Linked DNA regions of Sus scrofa: region 2 is linked to region 1. Evidence: chromatin contacts called from public Hi-C data. All regions are on one chromosome and are shown on one strand. Each heading gives the region's core, a stretch centred on a gene start, on an enhancer-like site or on the middle of the called end of the contact. The rest is flanking DNA. Distances are from core to core; before and after follow the strand shown.

Region 1 (5,323 bases), core at 907-3,406:
CAGTTATGGCTCAGCAGAAAGGAAACTGACTAGTATCCATGAGGACACAGGTTTGGTCCCTGGCCTTGCTCAGTGGCTTAAGGATCCGGCATTGCCAGGAGCTGTGGTGTAGGTAGCTCAGATTTGACCCCTAGCCTGGAAACTTCCATATGGCCCTTCTACAGGTATGGACCTAAAAAGAAAAAAAAACCCACAGAAAACCAGCATTTAACTGTGCTTTGACTGTGGGCAGAACAGCTCTCAGAGATTTCCAAGTTGCTCTTCCCAAGTTATAACATCTCAAATTTAACTCTAATAAAAAATTCCATATCTTTCTCAGATTGATATCTTTCTCAGATTGAGTGATTGATTTTTTGGCAGCACCATTTAACAAGATAGACTTTTTTTTTTTTTTTTTTGGTTGTGCCCATGGCATATAGAAATTTCTGGGCCAGGGACCAAACCCACACTGGAGCGGGGACTCAAACTGCTGCAGTGACAAGGCCAGATCCTTAACCTGCTGTGCCATAAAGGAACTTTCAAGGAAGACTTTTTGTGGTCTTTTGTCTATTCAGGGTTGCACCTGCAGCATGTGGTGCTAGGGTCCAATTGGAGGTGTAACTGCTGGTCTACACCACAGCCACAGCAATGTCAGATCCAAGCCACATCTGTGACCTACACCACAGCTCACAGCAATGCAGGATCCTTAACACACTGAGCAAGGCCAGGGATCAAACCTGTGAACCCACAGATAGTAGACAGGTTTGTTAACCACTGAGCCACGACAGGAACTCCAAAGAAGAATTTTTCTGGGGGGAGGGGTCTTTTCTGGGGCCACACTGACAGCATATGGAGGTTCCTAGGCTAGGGGTCGAATCCAAGCTGTAGCTTCAGGCCTAGGCCAGAGCCACAGCAGTGCAAGATCTGAGCCATGTCTGCAGTCTACACCACAGCTCACGGCAATGCCGGATCCTCAACCCACTGAGCGAGGCCAGGGATCAAACCCACAACTTCATGGTTCCACTGAGCCATGACGGGAACTCCCAAGGAATAATTTTTAAGATAAAAATTATTAGGGCTAGAAACATCATCACTTAATGATAAGTGGCTTGACTCACCAGAAATAGATAGTTCTAAACTTAACATGCATTTAGTAATACATGTTATCCTAGCCTCAAACTATACCTGGGGATAGCAATTGAACTAAGAGAGAAATAATGAAATCTATCATCATAGTGGATTCAATATTTTCTCAGTTATTGATAGCTCACACATATCTCTGCGTAAGGAATTCTTCCCCAAATTCTTACTTTTCAGGTTTTTTTTTTTCGTCTTTTGAGGGCCACACCCTTGGCATATGGACGTTCCCACGTTAGGGGTCTAATTGGAGCCATAGCTGCCAGCCTACGCCACAGGCAAGCCAGATCCCAGCGGAGCAAGGTCTGCGACCTACACCACACCTCCAGTGGAGGCAACGCTGGATCCTTAACCCACTGAGCGAAGCCAGGCATATAATCCACAACCTCGTGGTTCCTAGTTGGGTTTGTTTCTGCTTCGCCATGATGGGAACTCCTGAAAAAAAAAAAAATTTAAGAGTAGGTGCCAGTATTTTCTGGTAGGTGCTCAAAATACTTTTAAGGATTAAAGTCCTAAGAAAGCACAGTTACAAATAGCTGCATTAACACACCTAGCAAAGCTGAATTCGATGGAAAGCTTATAAGAAGCATAACGGTGTTTCCTTTTCAAAAACAATCTCCAAATATTGCAAATATTAGAACTTCCTGAAAGAGGAGGGAGTAGGTGAGAGTTAGCTAATAAGAGCTGAATGTGAATATTTATTGCACACGTAATTACGGTGCAACTCTATTTATTACCAGGCATTTCAAAGATCCTCAACAATAAACGATTTCTTAAAAGTTATGCAGATATTTAAACATTACTTAAAACAGTTTTAGATAAAACGGCGGTGTTTAAGGGACAAGAAAACGGGCTTAGAGACTTTAAGCACAGGCAGCGAGGACAGCCATGAGCAGCCGATGGGGTCCTAGAGCAGCCTCGGGATCCCTCTTTCCTTCAGGCGGGAATGTGGTCACCTAAGTCTGGGCGCGGAGGGGACCTGAGAGACGCTTCTGGGCAGGCGCGTGCTGCCTAAATCCGCCCACGAAAGAGCCAAGTTCTCTTTTCGCTGTCAGACATGGTGAGTGTGGACGTGTATTGCATTGCTGTCCGGATGGCTCGGGAGGAGCCTGGGAAGGGTGATATTAAGCATTTTAGTCACCGGTGGGTTGTTTACTAAATATTGGAGAATGGTCGCGTTAAGATAGAGGTCTTGGGAGTATTTTTGAGAGCGGGAGAGAGGGTGAAGTATTATTCAGCGTTTTCTGCAGGCCTTGCATGCGTCGTTGCCGCCTCTGATTTTATTCAGACTTCCTGCTATCGGTCGGGCCTCCTGGTTCAACAACCGGATTTCTTAATTTCCTCCTAAAAACTGGGCAAGTCGGTAGTACCTTTTTCCTTCTATATGTAGGTTGAAGCATATATATATATATATATATATGTATGCGTTAGAATTATTATCCAATGTAATAAATGGAGTAATAAAATTAAAAAAGAATTATTTAAGATCTTTAGAATGATTAGCGGTACGATCTTGTTGACCTAGTAAATTTTAATGGGCAATGGGCTAGACAAGAAATTGACTATTATTTTTTTGTTTTGTTTTGTTTTCTTTTTAGGGCTGCATCCATGGCATAGGAAAGTTACCAGGCTAGGGGTCCAATCAGAACTGTAGCTGCTGGCTTATGATACAGCCACAGCAATGTGGGATCCAGGCCTAATCTGCGACCTACACAACTCGGAGCAGTGCCTGATCCCTAACCCAATGAGGAAGGCCAGAGATCGAACCCACATCCTCATGGATGCTAGTTGGATTCTTTCTGCTGAGCCACAACGGGAACTCTGAGAAATTCACTATTTTATTATTGATAACTGTTGTGACCTACTTCAAATAAAACAGTAAAGTACAGTCTTAGATATAGATCAGAAATGTGGATAACTAGAGCAGCATTCTCGTCCCTTGGGGACTTGTTGCATTTGGGGAAACAGGCTAAAGCTGGAGAAGGTGAGTCTAAAGGGACTGCTTCCTTGATAAATAACCTTTGAGGTATATGGAAGGTGCTTCGAAGTTCCCAGAATTTATACAATTTCTAGAGTTAAACTTCATTAAAGCACTTAACTCAAATTATGGAATAAATAGATTTTTATTTTATTTTGGTGTTCTGTGTGAAAGATAAAGACAGATGAAGGTAGTATTTTTGGGTCGATGATGAGCTGGCATGTATTCTGAATCTAAAGTTGATTAGTACTACTTTAGCTCTAGAATTACTCTGAGACCTGAAAAATACTTGGATCTTTATGAAGGACTTTAGTGCCTTGGTTTTTCTTGGCCAGATAATTTTAAATTGAAAGTTTTCATTTGGCAACACGAAATAAAAAGTTCAGATGTATATTGAACACATGCTCTGGGGTCAAATATTAAGAGATAACTTATGAAATCAATTTATTGTGGAAGGGTACACCGCAGAAGGATGTCATTATCAAGTCAGATGCACCTGACACCCTATTCCTGGAGAAGCATGCAGATTATATTGCATCCTATGGCTCAAAGAAAGATGATTACGTATGTATGCTTTTATGTTGAAAAGTTTATACTCTTAAAGATGTAGACCATTCTGTAAATAGATCAGTATGGACCATGTTGGTATCTAACTCCTGCGTGCCAAAGCCTGAAGCTGTATCCTTGAGTATAGTGAATGCACCTTTGGATATCTGTTGAGGGACCATGGGAATTAACCATGTTTCTTACTTTGGTAGGCAAAGTAGATTCCCATTCGGCCCAGATCTGTATGAATTATGAAGTACGGACTAGATTACTATTTTTGTAGTTTAGACAATATTTTCAAGGTCAATGATGTGTTGGCATGTATTACCTGAGTTTACAGTGATGTGTAGTAACACTAAAGCTCTAGAATTACTCTGAGACCTTGAAAAAGTTCAGCCCTGAAGAATGGCTTTCCAAGTTTTCCTCTCTGGGACAGTCTTAGAAAAAATTAATGAACAACTTAATTGGAAGTAGATATTTTACCGGTGTAACAGTGGCTGTAGGGCTTTGTGTGTTCAGTATCTAAGCTGGCATCAATTCAAACTAACACAGTAAAGTAATTCTATATTTTAGGAATACTGTATGTCTGAATATCTGAGAATGAGTGGAATCTATTGGGGTCTGACCGTAATGGATCTCATGGGACAACTACACCGTATGAATAGAGAAGAAATTTTGGCATTTATTAAGTCGTGTCAACACGAGTGTGGTGGAATAAGTGCTAGCATTGGACATGATCCGCATCTTTTATATACTCTTAGTGCTGTCCAGGTAAATACTAAAAACTAAGCAGCCATGATAGTTTATTCTCTTACCTGAGAGTGGGGAAATTGAAACTAGGTATTAGGAAGGTGAGAGAAACCAGTATCTTTTCATATGACATCTATTCTACAAGGTCAATGATGTGATGGCATGTATTAGCTGAACCCGAAGTTGATGTAACTCTAAAATTACACTGAGACCTTGGTAAAGTATTTATTTTCAGTATATGTAAATATTTGAGAAATCGTCAGTGGACGTGTTTTTGTTTTAAGCAAGAAAAATCTTTGTTTAAGCCATGGAACTCTGGTTTATTAGCATATTGTATCCTATCCTGAAAGATATAACCTAAGTCTTATAATAGAAACTAGCATTTCTCAAAGAAAGTAGTATTTTCTTTTTTTTTTTTTTGGTCTTTATAGGGTTACACCCACAGCATGTGGAGCTTCCCAGGCTAGGGGTCAAATTAGAGCTACAGCTTTCAGTCTACGGCACAGGTACAGCAACTTAGGATCTGAGTGACATCTGCCACCTATACCACAGCCCACGGCAACACCCGATCCTTAACCCACTGAGCGAGGCCAGGGATTGAATCTGAAACCATGGTTCCTAGTCAGATTCTTTTCTGCTGTGCCACAACAGGAACTCCAGCAAGTAGTATTTTCTACAGAATTTCATGTGGAACATATTCAAAGAGAATAACATAACGGATTATATAAATTGGCCAAAGCCCGTTTACCATATGTGTAGAAGCCTCCTTCATTCAGCTATTTCTTATGTTGCAAAACCTTCCTGCATGGCATTTGATTCCCTCCAAGGCTGGCTATTTCCTCCCTTGCTATTCTCATCTTGCTTTATTTCTGGCAATACAAGATGCCTGTGGTTCCCTGCATGTACTCTGCCATTTCACCACTGTGCTCTTTT
Region 2 (5,323 bases), core at 1,573-4,072, 41 kb before region 1:
CTGCCCTGAGGAAAAGCATCACATCAGCCTCTTAACTAATGACTCAGCCAAAACACTCAGTCTCCTTCAGCTCAGCAAAACCTGGTATCTTTCCACCACACCACCCCTCAATACTGTTAGACTGGTTGGGTATTTTGCTGGTATCTTTCAACCAGCCCTCACTCCAAGTACCTTTCAAGTGCGGGGGCCAGGTACCTGTTACACACTGCCAAATAAAACTCAGGATCATCAACCAAGATGAGGATTTAAGAACCAGTAGAGGGAGTTCCAGTTGTGCTGCAGCAGAAACAAATTGGACTAGAATCCATGAACCCACTTCCATTCCTGGCCTCGCTCAGTGGGTCTGGGATCTGGCATTGCCATGGGCTGTGGTATAAGGTGCAGGCACAGCTCATGTCCCACATTCCTGTGGCTGTGGTGCAGGCTGGCAGTTGTAGCTATAATTCCACCCCTAGCATGGGAACCTCCATATGCCTCAGGTACAGCCTCAAAAATACAAAAAAAAAAAAAAAAAAAAAAAAATTATATGTAGAGATAATAAATGAGTAATTATTTGTCATGGAAATTAGGTTAGAAAGTTTTGAGGAAAAAACTAAAAATTAAAAAGGTATTTTACAAAAAGGAAAAGATCTTCAATTAAGTCACCAAACAATAGGTTCCAGAAGAGTTTTCAAATAATATCAGGTATCATAGATTCAAATTTTGAAAATTGCAAACACTTTTCCTTTAGATTAGATATGCAATGAGTGACACTGTAACAACTGGACACCCACATTCATTTTTTTTTTTTTTTTTGTCTTTTTGCTATTTCTTGGGCCGCTCCCATGGCACATGGAGGTTCCCAGGCTAGGGGTCCAATCGGAGCTGTAGCCACCGGCCTACACCGGAGCCACAGCAATGCAAGATCCGAGCCGCGTCTGCAACCTATACCACAGCTGACGGCAACGCCGGATCGTTAACCCACTGAGCAAGGGCAGGGATCGAACCCGCAACCTCATGGTTCCTACTCGGATTCGTCAACCACTGCACCACGACGGGAACTCCTATTATTGTCACATTAAATGTAGGTGATTCTCTTTACAAGCTGAAGTTGCCAGATAGACAGCTGTCAAAGTGGATGGTTTCTTTTCACAGATTTTGAAAAACATAAACAAGTTCAGTTTAGTGATGGGCATATGTGTGACTTTGTAGTTTCTGTTCATTTTTTCTGTGCTTAAAACGTTCAGAATAAGAAACTGGAAAAAAAGAAGACATGCATAGCCAAATCCAATCCATTTCAAACAGTCCATTTTATGCTTTACCTACCTCTTTGAGGGCTTTTCTTGTAGAGTCCAGGACAAACTGACTTATCCCTTTTCCAAGTTTTTCTGGTACGTTTTTTTTTTTTTTTTCAAGGATTGCACCTAGGCAGCATAAGGAAGGTCCCAGGCTAGGGGTCAAATCAGCACTACAACTGCCAGGCTATGCCACAGTCACGTGGGATCCGAGCTTGGTCTTTGACCCACACTACAACTCACAGCACAGCAGGATCTCCCACCCACGGAGCGAGGCCTGGGATTGAATATACATCCTCATGGATACCAGTCAGATTCATTTCCGCTGTGCCACAAAGGGAGCTCCTCTCCGGTACTTTTAATTTAGCATTTAACAGTCTGCCTTGTCCCGGTCCAAATAAATACATCATATATTTCCGGAAGACAAAGTGTAAGGTTCTGGTAGAGGGGTACAATAACAGCATATAGAAAGTGAACACCTGTCTTAGATTTATTTTGAGACAGTCTTTACTAGTCAAGAGTTGTTAGTAACAAGATTTAGGGGGGAGGGATGAGAGCCTAAATTAGGATGGAAGCAATAAAAATAAAAAGTTCTGGGAATTCTGGAAAACGTTAATACTCTTCATTTACACTTGGCTTCCATTAGTTTTCACAAACAGACATCCAAGCCTGGACACCTTTACAAATCCCCTGGCTTTGTAACATCACCTTTACAAATCCCCTGGCTTTGTAACATCACAGTTATCTCTAACTGGGAGAGCGACTTTAAATAGAATTCTTCAAGCATTTATTTCCAACTCGCTAAGCTAGGAGCTTTTAGATAAGGCTTCATCTTACACCCTTGTTTCCAAAACCTTTCTCCACACCCACACACGTAAACAGTAATAGACAGCCCTAGGGCTATTTGTAAAATCAAATTTACTTAAGTGATTCAGATTCCCACTGTTTAAATTTTAAGCACAGAACAGTCTTCGCCTTGAGTCCAGCAATGTGAACTTTTGGCTCCTTAAAGCAGAAGCGATCTGGGTGGGTCAGAGAGTAAAAAAAAGTCAAGTTCGAAAGCCCGGGGGCTGTCTTTGCGCCAGGATCCTGGTCACTGCCCTTTGACCCAGATTCTTCGCCAGCCTACCGGCCCCCTCTTAATCCTCGCCTCCGCCGCTTCCTCCCCCTCGCGGTTCCATCTCCGCACCGCTGGCAGCCTCCGCTTCTCCCCAAGAGGGCGGGTAGTCTGAACTCAAAGGCCTAGTGGGAAGCGGGGCCTCTTCAGGAACCACCTCTGCGGAAGAGTCAGGCCCCAGAAGCGCGCCAGACCCCTTCCCAAGATGGCGCGCACGGCGTAGGCGAGGCCAAGAGTGAGCGTTCAGCTAAATCCCGCACACTCAGCGGGTTCCGTCTTCCACGTCCCTTTCAAAGACTCTCTTCGCAGGCCCCGCCCCCTCCCGCCCCAGAGCTCGGTGCGGGTGGGCGGGGCCCGGTGAGTCATGCGACCAAATTTAAGCGGTCTTGACCCAGAGGGTGGTTTAGAGATTGAGTCACCGGACCGGTTGGCGGCATGGCAGCGATGTTTAGGCGAAGCTGCAGGGTGAGAGGAAGGGCAGGGCTCGGCGGGGTGGGGAATGGAGGTTGCGATGTTTGGTGAGGGGGACCTGGACCGAAAATAGGTGCGGTCGGGGTGGGGGGAGATTCTGCTTCCGGGGCGCCTTGGCTCTCCTTACCCAATCCCGGGCAGCGGCTGGGATTACAGGCCCTCGCCTGGCTTTCGCGCCCACCCTTCCTCTCATTGTGGGACTGAATACTTCTGGGGTTTTCGCTCTTAACTCTATCCCCTCGGCACCTGCTCTCTATGTAGGCGGCGTCCACTTTTCAGAATATCCTTTTTCTTTCTCTGGGCTGAGATCCTTCCAAAGATTTCCCATCCTACACCGAAGTACATCTATCTCCGAATTGGGCGGGGAATTACAGAATTACACCCAGTTTTTGCCGAACTAGAGTAGTATCTCGGAGAAAATTCTCTACCGGCTATCTCCAGCCTAGGACGGAAGTCATAAATTTCATTCTGCAATTGATGTATACTGGAAAGTGCACAACTCAGATGAACTTGAATCTTGGGTGTCTGCCAAGTCACGGGGAAAAGGAAAATGGAGCAGCTGCCCTTCAGGATATTTAATATGGTTAATAACACTTGGTTTTGTAAGAAGGAGAGGAACGCTTCCACATTGTGTGCCTTTACAAAAAGGGGGGATGGAGTTCCCTGGTAGCCTAGTGAGTTAAGGATTCAGTGTTGTCACTACTGAGGGGAAGGTTGATGCCTGGCCCTCTTTGTGCAGCAGGAGCAGCCAAAAAACAATTTTTTTTAAAAGAAAATCCTACAGCAGAATTTTTCTTAAAGCTTTTTGTATATCCTAGTGTTGTCTCCTGTTTTTTTTTGGGGGGGGGGGGGTTGGCTTCATTTACCCGGAGGCATATGGAAGTTCCTAGGCTGGGGTTGAATTAGAGCTGCAACACTGGATCCCAGCTGTGTCTTCACTACAGCTCACAGAATCGTCAGATCAATAACCCACTGAGCAAAGGCCAGGGTTTGAGCTCTTGTCCTTTGCTCATGGATACTGGTGGGGTTCATTACCACTGAGCTACAATGGGAACTCCCTCACAGACTTTAAATTGTTTGAGTTACTAGGTATATTTTGCTGTCTTAAATATTATTGATATAGTCACATAAGACTGCCACTTAAACTTCATTTTAATTAAGAAAGTTATGTCCTCGACCAAAATAGTAGCAGTTTTAGAGTTTAGAATAATTCTAATGCCTGTTGTCCAGTATTTGTCATTGCTGTATACGTTAATGGGCTCTGACAGCAGAAATTGGGGGAATTTTTTTTTTTTTTTTTTTTTTTAGGGCCACACCCAAGGCATATGAGAGTTCCTAGGCTAGGAGAAGTTGGAACTGTAGCTGCAGGCCTATGCCACAGCCACAGCAGCTAGGGATCTGAGCCATATCTGCACCCTACACCAGGTAGGATCCTTTAACCCACTGAATGAGGCCAGAGATCATACCTTAGTCCTCATGGATTCTAGTCAGCTTTGTTACCACAGAGCCACAATGAGAACTCCAGGCAGAAATTGGGGGATTTAAAAAATGATTTTAGGAGTCCCTGTCGTGGCTCAGCAGAAACAAATCCACGAGGTTTTGGTTTTATCCCTGGCCTTGCTCAGTGGGTTAACGATCCGGCGTTGCCATGAGCTGTGGTGTAGGTCGCAGTCTTGGCTTGGATCTGGCATTGCTGTGGCTGTGGTGTAGGCCGGCAGGTGTATCTCCAATCAGACCCCTAGCCTGGGAACCTCCATATGCTTCGGGTGCAGCCCTAAAAAGCCAAAAAAAAAAAAAAAAAAAAAAAAACCCTGATCATCTCATTAATTACCCAATATTGGCCCCATTTTCCAGGTTTGAAAAGAAGTTAATTGCAGGTCTCTGGGAATTGCCCTTGGCTTTAGCAACCTTTGTACTCAGTGTAACATGTTTTCCTAAAAAAACCATATAGAAATTTTTTGTAAATTATTTTAAATACAGTAATAATCCCTTATTTAAAGTCTTTCAGCTCACCATTTTACCTGTATTGGTGAATTTAGAATTTTCATGCAGTGCTATCTAAACATACATTTAGAAGAGTCAAGTTTTTGGTCTTTTTCCTGGGATTTTTTTTTTTCTTTATAGAATCTAATAACCAATTAGGATACTAAATTGAAGGATTGATACAGCAAAGTGGTTGATAGCATGAGCTCTTAATATAAATGTCAGAGCAATAATCCTGATTCCTTTCACCCACTGAGTGAGGCCAAGGATCAAACCCTCATGGTTCCTAGATTTGTTTCCACTGTGCCGCAACAGGAACTCCTATGTTGTCCCTTTATTTTATTTATTTATTTATTTTGTCTTTTTGTCTTTTCTAGGGCCGCTCCCGTGGCACATGGAGATTTCAAAGGCTAGGGGTCTAATCAGAGCTGTAGCCACCAGCCTACAACAGAGCCACAGCAACAAGGAATTAGAGCCG

Evidence for each region. Hi-C and Micro-C count contacts between places; a contact is called where the count stands out from the background.
Region 2: a contact with region 1 is called in a Hi-C map of skeletal muscle, with 2.8 times the contacts expected there. The contact joins the promoter of ACADM here to the promoter of RABGGTB in region 1. A contact is called at or near these places in 1 of 5 promoter capture datasets (liver), 11 of 47 Hi-C or Micro-C datasets (alveolar macrophages, embryonic fibroblasts, epiblast stem cells and 5 more) and 2 of 2 datasets of contacts at active chromatin or transcription factors (alveolar macrophages and skeletal muscle).

What each region holds. Positions count from the first base shown.
Region 1 is chr6:137,530,965-137,536,287 of Sscrofa11.1, reverse strand. It overlaps RABGGTB (Rab geranylgeranyltransferase beta subunit), which reads left to right and starts at 2,156. Exons shown (of 11, transcript NR_145513.1): 1 at 2,156-2,176; 2 at 3,551-3,658; 3 at 4,214-4,411.
Region 2 is chr6:137,573,043-137,578,365 of Sscrofa11.1, reverse strand. ACADM (acyl-CoA dehydrogenase, C-4 to C-12 straight chain) reads left to right here and starts at 2,822. Exons shown (of 12, transcript NM_214039.1): 1 at 2,822-2,856. The coding sequence starts at 2,827.